2 separate regions of the Sus scrofa genome follow, and region 2 is linked to region 1. The links are chromatin contacts, called in public HiChIP or PLAC-seq maps. All regions are on one chromosome and are shown on one strand. Each heading gives the region's core, a stretch centred on a gene start, on an enhancer-like site or on the middle of the called end of the contact. The rest is flanking DNA. Distances are from core to core; before and after follow the strand shown.

Region 1 (4,385 bases), core at 1,011-3,510:
CTTCATGGGTTTGGCAATATTTTAATGTTTAAATAATGGACACAGACTCTCTTCCTACAACATTTTATATAAAATTTCAGAGTTCACAGATCCTCTACAGTAGAAATTCTCAAGTGACCCATAATCACTTTATGCAGTGAGAAATATTACAAATAAATGGGGCATATTATAAATTTAATACTTCTAGAGGCCTTCTTCATGGGGCAGAGAGGGGGAGGCTGAGAACCACAGTCCTAAGAATTATGTGGTCCCCTACCTTAGAATTTTCTATGGTTTTAAAGAAATAAAATAAAACACAAGTACATAAAGATACTAAGCACACAATTTAAACACTTGAAGTCAAATGTCTACCTCAAAAAAGGACTACTCAGACCAAACCTTTAGACCTATATAAATATGCTGACTTAATGCAAAGCCCATATCGAATATGCCTAATAATAATAAACCTGTTAGAAACAATGTTTGTAGGTTTCAGAGTAGTTCTTAGGCAGATGGAATTTTTTTTCTTTTTACGGCTATGCCTGGGGCATAATGGAAGTTCCCAGGCTAGGGGCTCAATCAGAGCTGCAGCTGAGGCCTACGCCACAGTCACAGCCACACTGGATCCAAACAGCAATTGCAATCTACACAGCAGCTTGCACCAACGCCAGACCCTTAACTCACTGAGCAAGGCCAAGGATCAAACCACCAATCTCACAGAGACTATGTCGGGTCCTTAACCAGTAAGCCACAATGGCAGCTGGAATTTAAAATGCTTCCAGGGAGTTCCGGTTGTGGCGCAGCAGAAATGAATCTGATTAGGAACCATGAGGTTACGTGTTTGATCCCTTGCCTTGCTCAGTGGGTTAAGGATCCAGAGTTGCTGTGAGCTGTGGTGCAGGTCACAGATTCGGCTCGGATCTGGCATTGCTGTGGCGTAGACCAGCAGCTGTAGCTCTCATTGGCCCCCTAGCCTGGGAACCTCCATATGCCTCGGGTGTGCTCCTAAAAAGCCAAAAAAATTTAAAAGAAATAAATAAAATGCCTCCAGGAGTTCCCACTGTGGCTCAGCAGTAACGAACCCAACTAGTATTCATGAGGACACAGGTTCGATCCCTGGCCTTGCTCAGTGGATTAAATAATCCAGTGTTGCCATAAGCTGTGGTTTAGGTCAGAGACCTGGCTTGGATCCCCTGTTGCTGTGGCTGAACTGTAGGCCTGGGGCTACAGCTCCAATTCGACCCCTAGCCTGGGAACTTCCATATGCCATGGGTGCGGCCCTAAAAAGACAAACATAAAAATAAAAACGAAAGAAAACATAAACGTCTCCATACCATGCAGATAGAGTTTAGGTAAAAATTATCATCATCAAAGGCAACATGAAAGGGAAAAAGAAATTAAAGGCAATCTGTAAACAGAAAGGTGTATGCTATACAGAGGGGCAACTCATCCACTTTGCTGCATTGATGGAGCATGGTCAAAGGGTAATAACAGGTACTGAAAATCTCCATGTTAGCAGTATTATTTTAAGAATTAATAAGATAATTATTTATTGGACACCTACTATACACACTAGATGCTCTCTGGAAACAGCAAGAGGAAATTAGTAAGATTCTTCCCTTAAGAAATCTAGCAAGATCTCAGAGTTCCCATTGTGGATCAGCAGTAACAAGCCCAATTAGTATCCACGAGGATGTGGGTTCAATCCCTGGCATCACAGTGTTGCCATGAGCTACAGCATGTGTCACAGATGCGGCTCAGATCTGGCGTTGTTGTGGCTGTGGCACAGGCTGGCGGCTGTAGCTCCAGTTCAACCCCTAGCCTGGAAACTTTCATAAGCTTCGGGTGCAGCTCTAAAAAGACAAAAAAAAAAAAAAGAAAGAAAGAAAGAAATCCAGCAAGATCTCAAAAGTTCTCACATCTATGAAAAGAAAAAATAACTCATAACTAAATAGTGACAAATGTTCACTAGACTTATTTTGGTGATTATTTCACAATATACATAAATATCAAATCATTATGTTGAAAGTAATACGTTATATGTCTATTATACTTCAAAAAAAAAAAAAAATCCCCCCAAAACAAAAAATCCAGCAGCAGCCTAGTAGGGACACAAACATAAATAACTGTAATACTAGGCAGAACATGTTAAGTAATGTGCTATGGGAATTCAGAGGAGGAAGAGATTACTTTCAGCTCACAAGACCACTGCTGACATGACAGAACAAAAGTATTTAAGTTATGCTTTGATGAATCAGGGGAATTGAGTACATAAAGATGAAGAAACAGCAGTGTAAAACAGTAGGTCCCAAGCAGGAAAACTGAGACTCTCTTTGAGTCATTCCAGTATCCAGATACAAGCAATATAAGGCTCCCAAGGCAGGACCAAAGTGCCCCACACTAAATATGGCTCTTAACCTTGAAACACCCAAGACACCACAATCACAGGGTCCAGGAAGCTGACACAGATTTCTATTCACTGTTATTCAAACATGGCTGGAAAATATGGTCAACTCAAAACAAGATAAATTAAACCTGTTCTAAATTAACATTCATCTTCTCAAATGCCTTGAAATAAACTTCTTTTCACATTAATGTTTACCAATGTCTAAAAATTATTATAGTATACACTAAAAGGTAAGTTAATTGTTCCTAGTGTAATCTGATGTGATTTTCTTTCAGGAAGAATGAATATGCATGATTCTCCATGAAGTTATTTATTTATTTTTTTACATTTTCTTTTTAGACCTAAAAGAAACTTTCAAGAGCCTTTGACTGTTTTATAAATATAAAAACTGAGGACCCAGAAGTCATGCCGATGATCTCATCAGGACTGTTGAAAAAACAAAATAAAATTTCCCATTAGGTTGAAATTTGTCAAACAATTTTTCTCTTAATAATACTTAAAGTAGTTTGAGTATATTATCAATTGTTTTTGGATTGAATAAAAATTCTCTCCTACACAGCTTTAACTACATGGATCAGAAAGTTCCTTGAGGAAGTTCCCTTTGTGGCTCAGCAGTTAATGAAACCAACCAGGATCCATGAAGATGCGGGTTCAATCCCTGGACTCACTCAGTGGCTTAGGGATCCAGCATTGCTGTGAGCTGTGGTGTACGCCAGCAGCTACAGCTCCAATTAGACCTCTAGCATGGGAACTTCCACATGCTGCAGGTGTGCCCCCCCCACCAAAGGAAGTCCCTTAAGTAAAGAAATCTGGAGAATTAGGCTTCTGTTCTGCCTCTGCCATTAATTATCACTTAATCGCTTCTTGAAATATCCCTAAAAGAGACTAATTTATATGAAATCTAAAGTGACTTTAGGAGTCCTCTTGTGGCTCAGAGGGTTAAGGATCTGGTGTTGTCACTGTAGCATCACTGCTGTGGTGTGGGTTCAATCCCTGACCCGGGAACTTCAGCATGCCGTGGGTGCAGCCAAAAAACAAATGAAACAAAAAAACCCAAAAATAAAGTAGGCTGTACATCTTTATAAAGATTTTTTTGTGTTTGTTTTTCTGGCTGTGCTCAGGGCACATAGAAGTTCCTGGGCCAGAGACTGAACCTGCACCATTGCAGTGGCCTGAGATGTTGCAGTGACAGCACCAAATCCTTAACCCGATGTACCACAAGGGAACTCCCATCTTTAAGATTCTATAAGTGTAGCATTTGAAAAATTTACAGCAACAGAAAATGTGCAATACCTCCATTTCACACCCACTGCTCCAGTAGAAACTACTCTGGAGCCATATTTTACATTAATATTAAGCTGCCAAAAGTCAAACTGTTTAAAATCAGTGTGTATAATATACATGTACCAAATAGCTGCATATCCCCTCATCCCCACTAGTGATAGATTCAAGAGTAACACGTAGTAATTCAGCATAAATATGCACAATTCCCTAAAGAAAAAAGTCAAGGGCTTTTCCTTACTTCCAGAATTAACCAGTTACCTTCTCTTTCATAATTCATCATAATGATGACACATATATATAATTCATGACCATATTAAGGCTAGTTTCTACAACTTCAGAGAAAATCATTTTGTCTTTCTCCTTTGCATGAAGTAGTTATAGATAAAATCAAATCCAGGGGAAGATCACAGTAAGATCTAGACCAAATACAAAACCAAAACTTGAAGTTACTCAGTAAGAGATTTAAGCTCATCACAAGTTTCCTTTCTAAAACAAAAAATAAAAACCTGTAAAGAATAAAAATAAAAGGACATCATTCTCAGTTTCTACAGTGTACTTCCAATTTGGGGAATAAATAGATGGCAAATCAGTGGAAACTCGAGCAAATTATTTTCATTTTTTCCTTTCCTCTCAAAAAGATACATAAAGAATACAATAGCTGTGCAGCTGCTGTACTGTATGTGGGAAAAAATAAAAATAAAAATAGGATTTCAGT
Region 2 (5,011 bases), core at 1,679-4,178, 180 kb before region 1:
AGCTATAGCCACTGCCCTATGCCAGAGCCACAGCAATGCAGGATCCGAGCCATGTCTGCAACCTACACCCCAGCTCACGGCAACGCCAGATCCTTAACCCACTGAGCAAGGCCACAACCTCATGGTTCCTAGTTGGATTCGTTAACCACTGAGCCACGATGGGAACTCCTTCACTCCTTTCTGAGTTGATTGAGATGTTTCTAAGCCTCAGTTTTCTGACCTATAATAATAGTATACACCCACCATAGCATTGTTGTAGAGATTAAGTTGGGTAATTCATGTTAGTATGCTTAGTACAGTGGCTAGTAAGTGATAAATGCTCAATAAATATTATGGGTTTTTATTTTTTATAGTAGTTTTATCAAAAAAGGATATGGGTTCATTTAGCAGCCTTAATTTTAATCCAGTGCCTTAGACTGCTTATGCTTAGCCACACTGCTGCCAGGCAGACTTAATTCTTAATGGACTCTTACTGGCTCCTTTTTTACAGTTGTATTAAAATGTTAAATTCACTTTGTCTTCTTGGTTTTTTGCGGGGGGGGGGGGTGGCGGCAGTGTGGCCACATTTATGGCATGTGGATGTTCCCAGGCCAGGGATTGAACTTGTGCCACAGCTGCAGCAATACTGGATCCTTAACCCGCTGCACCACAAGGGAACTTCAATAAAATGTTAAGTTCACTTTATTATTTTTACTCTTGCTGTTGGTATAGCATATAGATAATTAACTGTCCAGCCACTTAGCCAGTCTGCCATCTAGCTTTTACGTAAAGTAGAAATGATCTCCCTCATAGGATTTCTTTTTCTTTTTTTTCCTTTTAGGGCTGTACTTGAGGCATATGGAAGTTTCCAGGCTAGGGGTTGAGTTGGAGCTGCAGCTGCTGGCCTTTGCCACAGCAGTGCAGGATTCAAGCCTCGTCTATGACCTACACACACCATAGCTCACAGCAACGCCAGATTCTTAGACTAGGGATCAAACCCACATCCTCATGGACACCGGTCAGGTTTGTAAACCACTGAGCCACAATGGGAACTCCTTTTCTTTTTTTTTTTTTTTTTTCCTTAGAGGGTTTTTATTCTGAAGAACAAGTGTATTGGTGTACCTTGTTTTACTGTGCTTTGCTTTACTGTATTTCGCAGATACTGCATTTGGGGTTTTTTTGGTTTGTTTTTTAAACAAATTGAAGGTTTGTGGCAACTCTGTGTTGACAGATGGTGGTTAGTATTTTTAAATTAAGGTATGTATATTGTTTATTTTTACACAGTGCTACTGCACACTTACTAGACTACAGCATAGTAAACATAACTTTTATGCACTGGGAAAGAAGAGAATTTGAGCGACTCTCTTGATTGCAGTGGTCTAGAACCAAATCAGCAATGTTCCCAAGGTGTGCCTATATAAACAAAACATTTTGAAATAGGAAGCACAGTTTGAATACAAAGTATTATTGGAGTTCCATGGCAGCTCAGAGGGTAGAAGATCGGGGATTGTCACTGCAGTGGCTCTGGTTACAGATGTGGCATGGGTTCAGTCCCTGGCCCAGGAACTTCTGTGTGCCATGGGTGTGGCCAAAATTTTTTTTAAATAAAGTATTGTTTTATATGCCTGAAATTGTCATTCACAGTGCCTTTTTCTACACTACTGCTTTGCTTGAGAATCTGGAAAACACAAGACTTACGGTTCTAAGGAATCCTTCAGCATAACAAACCATAAATATTAGAACTTTAGGAGTTCCTGTCGTTGTGCAGCAGAAACCGAGGCCATGAGGTTTCAGGTTCAATCCCTGGCCTTGCTCAGTGGGTTAATAAAGATCCAGCGTTGCCGTGAGTTGTGGTGTAGGTCACGACGCAGCTTGGATCTGGCGTTACTGTGGCTGTGGTGTAGGCCAGCATCTGTAGATCCAATTAGACCCCTAGCCTGGGAACCTCCATATGCCATGGGTACTGCCCTCACGAGACAAAAGGAAAAAAAAAAATTAGAGCTTTAGAACCAAAAAGAAATTTAGAAGTCCTCTGGTATAGTCTGGCATCATGACTGATGTTCTTCTGTTCTTATCTGCCTTCTTTCCACTTGTTTTCTTTTTTTTTCTATGTCTGTTGTCGTAATGATTAACATCATTTTACAATTTTATTCAGTTTTTTGTCTAAATATAAATAATTTTTTAAATAATTTGGTGACCATAAGATATAAATCACATAGGACACAATTCACACACTTCAAGTTTACAGTTTTTTTTCCTGTACATTCACAGTTGTGCAACCAGTTAATACAGTCAGTTCTAGAACATTTTCATCACCCCAAAAATTCCTAGTAGTCTCCCCTCAGTTTTCCTCTAGTTCTAATCAACCACTAATCTTTCTGTTTCTATGGGTTGGCCCGTTCTGGTTTTTTGTGACTGGTTTTTTTTTTAGACTTGGCATGTTTTTAGGGTTCATCAATACTGTATCATAGATCAGTACTTCATTCCTTTTAATTGCTGAGTTATATTCCATTGTATGGCTCTATCACATTTGGTTTATCCATTTTTCAGTTGGTAGGGTTGTTAGCTATTATGGATAATGTTATTTTGAACATCGATGTACGAGTTTTTGTGGAGTTGTTTCCATTTCTCTCAGGTATATACTGATGAGTAGAATTGCTGGTACATAAGTAACTGTTTAAACTTTTGAGGAACTGCCAGACTTTTCAAAATGGCCGCACAGTCTACTTATAGTATATGAGGTTCTGATTTCTCTATTAGCAGACCTGAGTTCAAATCCTGGTTCTGGCCTTTCTTGCTTTGCTGCCTTGGGCAAAACAATCTGTCTCAGGATATGTTTTGTAAGAACTTGAAAGGATATAAATAACATTAAATAGCTAAGCATAGTGCCCATCACACAGTAAATTGTTTAGCTTCCTTTTTTTCTTCTCCCTGGCAGCTCCCCAAGATTTCCTCTTGGGTTTCAAAGCTGTCTGGGTCTGACTTGAATTCTCTTGCTTCATTTCTCTTAATCTTCCTACCAAACAGTAGTAAGAGATTGTGTGGATGTGCTTGATTCCCTGACTGCTAACTAATAATGGCTACCGTATAGGACAAAACATCAGTGCATCGTAATTTACAAACTAGCTTACTTACTTTGTTAAAGCCCTATCCTTAAACAGTTTCTGTAGAGCATAAGTCCTGTCAAAGAGAGCAGAGGAATAGAAGTCAGTGGCCTTTAAGTAGAAAGGTAAACCCAAAATAGAAGTTAGGATAACCCCAATCTAATTCTACCCTCTCTGACTTTGTTCAGAAGTTTTATCCTTTTAAAGGGCCTGACTCAGATTCCTAGCCTTTTTTTCTACTCTAGAACTGAGTAGTGTGCAGGTAGCCTGTTTAAAAACCATAGAAGAAAATGAACCCATGGGGATAATAAGCCTTCAGGATACCTGAAGATTAGTAGAGCTGACTCAAAGTAGAAGAGATTAATAAGACCATAGGGTCAAAAATAAGATTTCGTTCTTTGACCTGTTTTACCATAATCTCACTGTTTAATGATAGCTATAGGAATAAGGTAACAGAGTCTTTGTCACTGCACAATTTTTGCAGTTGTTTTGGCAACTGTGCTAGTTATTCTAACCATAAGGAACTCATCCGTCCTATGTGATTGGTGTTCCTTTTTTGCTTTTTAGGGCTGCACCCACAGCATGTGGAGGTTCACAGACTAGGGGTCAAATCAGAGCTATAGCTGCTGGCCTAGCTATAGGCTGTTGCAGGATCCAAGCCACGTCTGCAGCCTGCACCACAGCTCAGGGCAATGTCAGATCCTTAACGCACTGAGCGAGGCCAGGGGTCGAACCCACAACCTTATGGTTCCTAGTCGGATTCATTTTGGCTGTGCCACGATGGGAGCTCCTGTGATTATTGTTCTAGAATGAGTGTCATGGTGGGAAATGAAAGTCATGATGTTTATGGCTTAATTTCTCCAATAACAGTTTTTAAGTGCTAGAGATATTGTTTTGGACATTAGCTCAAGAAAAGAAAGAAACGCATTGTGGCTCAGCGGTAATGAATCCGACTAGGATCCATGAGGATGCAGGTTTAATCCCTGGACTCACTCAGTGGGTTAACGATCCAGTGTTGCCATGAGCTGTGGTGTAGGTTGCATATGTGGCTTGGATCTTGCATGTCTGTGGTGCAAGTTGGCAACTATAGCTCTCATTCAGCCCCTATCCTGGGAACTTCCATACGCCTCGAGTGTGGCCCCGAAAAGCAAAAAAAAAAAAAAAAAAAAAAAGAAATCAGTAATTGTTATGGTGATTATGAATCTTTCATGTTTTTATTTTCCTAATATTATAGTTTTAGAAATTAAAATTTCTTAGTTTTAGAAATAAAAATATTCTGGGAGTTCCTCCTCTGGCACGGTTAAGAATCTGACTGCAGTGGCTTGGGTCACTGCAGAAGTGGTGCAGGTTTGATTCCTGGCCCGGTGCAGTGAGTTAAGGATCCAGTGTTGCCACAGCTGTAGCAAGGATTCAATTCCTTGGCCCAGAAACTTCCATATTCCATAGGTGTGGCAATTTAAAAAAAAAAAGAAAACAAACACTGCTTCCTCCCAGTTCATACCTACCTTGCCTTTTTAATTCTGTTTATGTGTATTTAATATTTTGTAATTGTCGGGAATCCAGTCCACAGACATTGGACATTATGTAACACAATTAAAAATATCAAATGGAACCTGAGATTAACTTTTCCAGTCTATTCCTGTTTTGTGTAAGGATAAATCGTCCAAGCTACAATTTTTCTAGTCAGATTGATTTACTAGTCTTAGAATAATCATATATCTATATCCTTGATCTATTCTGTTTTTTCCTCCAGTTTTTTTTTTTTTTTGCCTTTTTTTTTTTTTTTTTTTTTTTTTTGCCTTTTTTGCCATTTCTTGGGCTGTTCCAGCAGCATGTGGAGGTTCCCAGGCTAGGGGTCTAATCGGAGACCCGAGCCGCGTCTCCAACCTACACCACAGCTCACAGCAAGGCCAGATCTTGACCCACTG

The links. HiChIP or PLAC-seq counts read pairs in DNA pulled down with a chosen protein or histone mark.
Region 2: a contact with region 1 is called in an H3K27ac HiChIP or PLAC-seq map of alveolar macrophages. The contact joins two enhancer-like sites. A contact is called at or near these places in 2 of 47 Hi-C or Micro-C datasets (brain and mesenchymal stem cells) and 1 of 2 datasets of contacts at active chromatin or transcription factors (alveolar macrophages).

The regions. Positions count from the first base shown.
Region 1 is chr9:45,868,021-45,872,405 of Sscrofa11.1, reverse strand. The region is part of intron 1 of ARCN1 (coatomer subunit delta); the gene reads right to left. Among named protein-coding and RNA genes, the nearest start is that of ARCN1, 6.4 kb to the right of the region's middle. Within about 2 kb of position 2,260, at least 5 of the 83 cell types and tissues checked have an H3K27ac peak or open chromatin away from gene starts, as enhancers often do. A contact at or near this core is called in alveolar macrophages, where this site is marked.
Region 2 is chr9:46,046,953-46,051,963 of Sscrofa11.1, reverse strand. The region is part of intron 4 of DDX6 (probable ATP-dependent RNA helicase DDX6); the gene reads left to right. Among named protein-coding and RNA genes, the nearest start is that of DDX6, 14 kb to the left of the region's middle. Within about 2 kb of position 2,928, at least 2 of the 83 cell types and tissues checked have an H3K27ac peak or open chromatin away from gene starts, as enhancers often do. A contact at or near this core is called in alveolar macrophages, where this site is marked.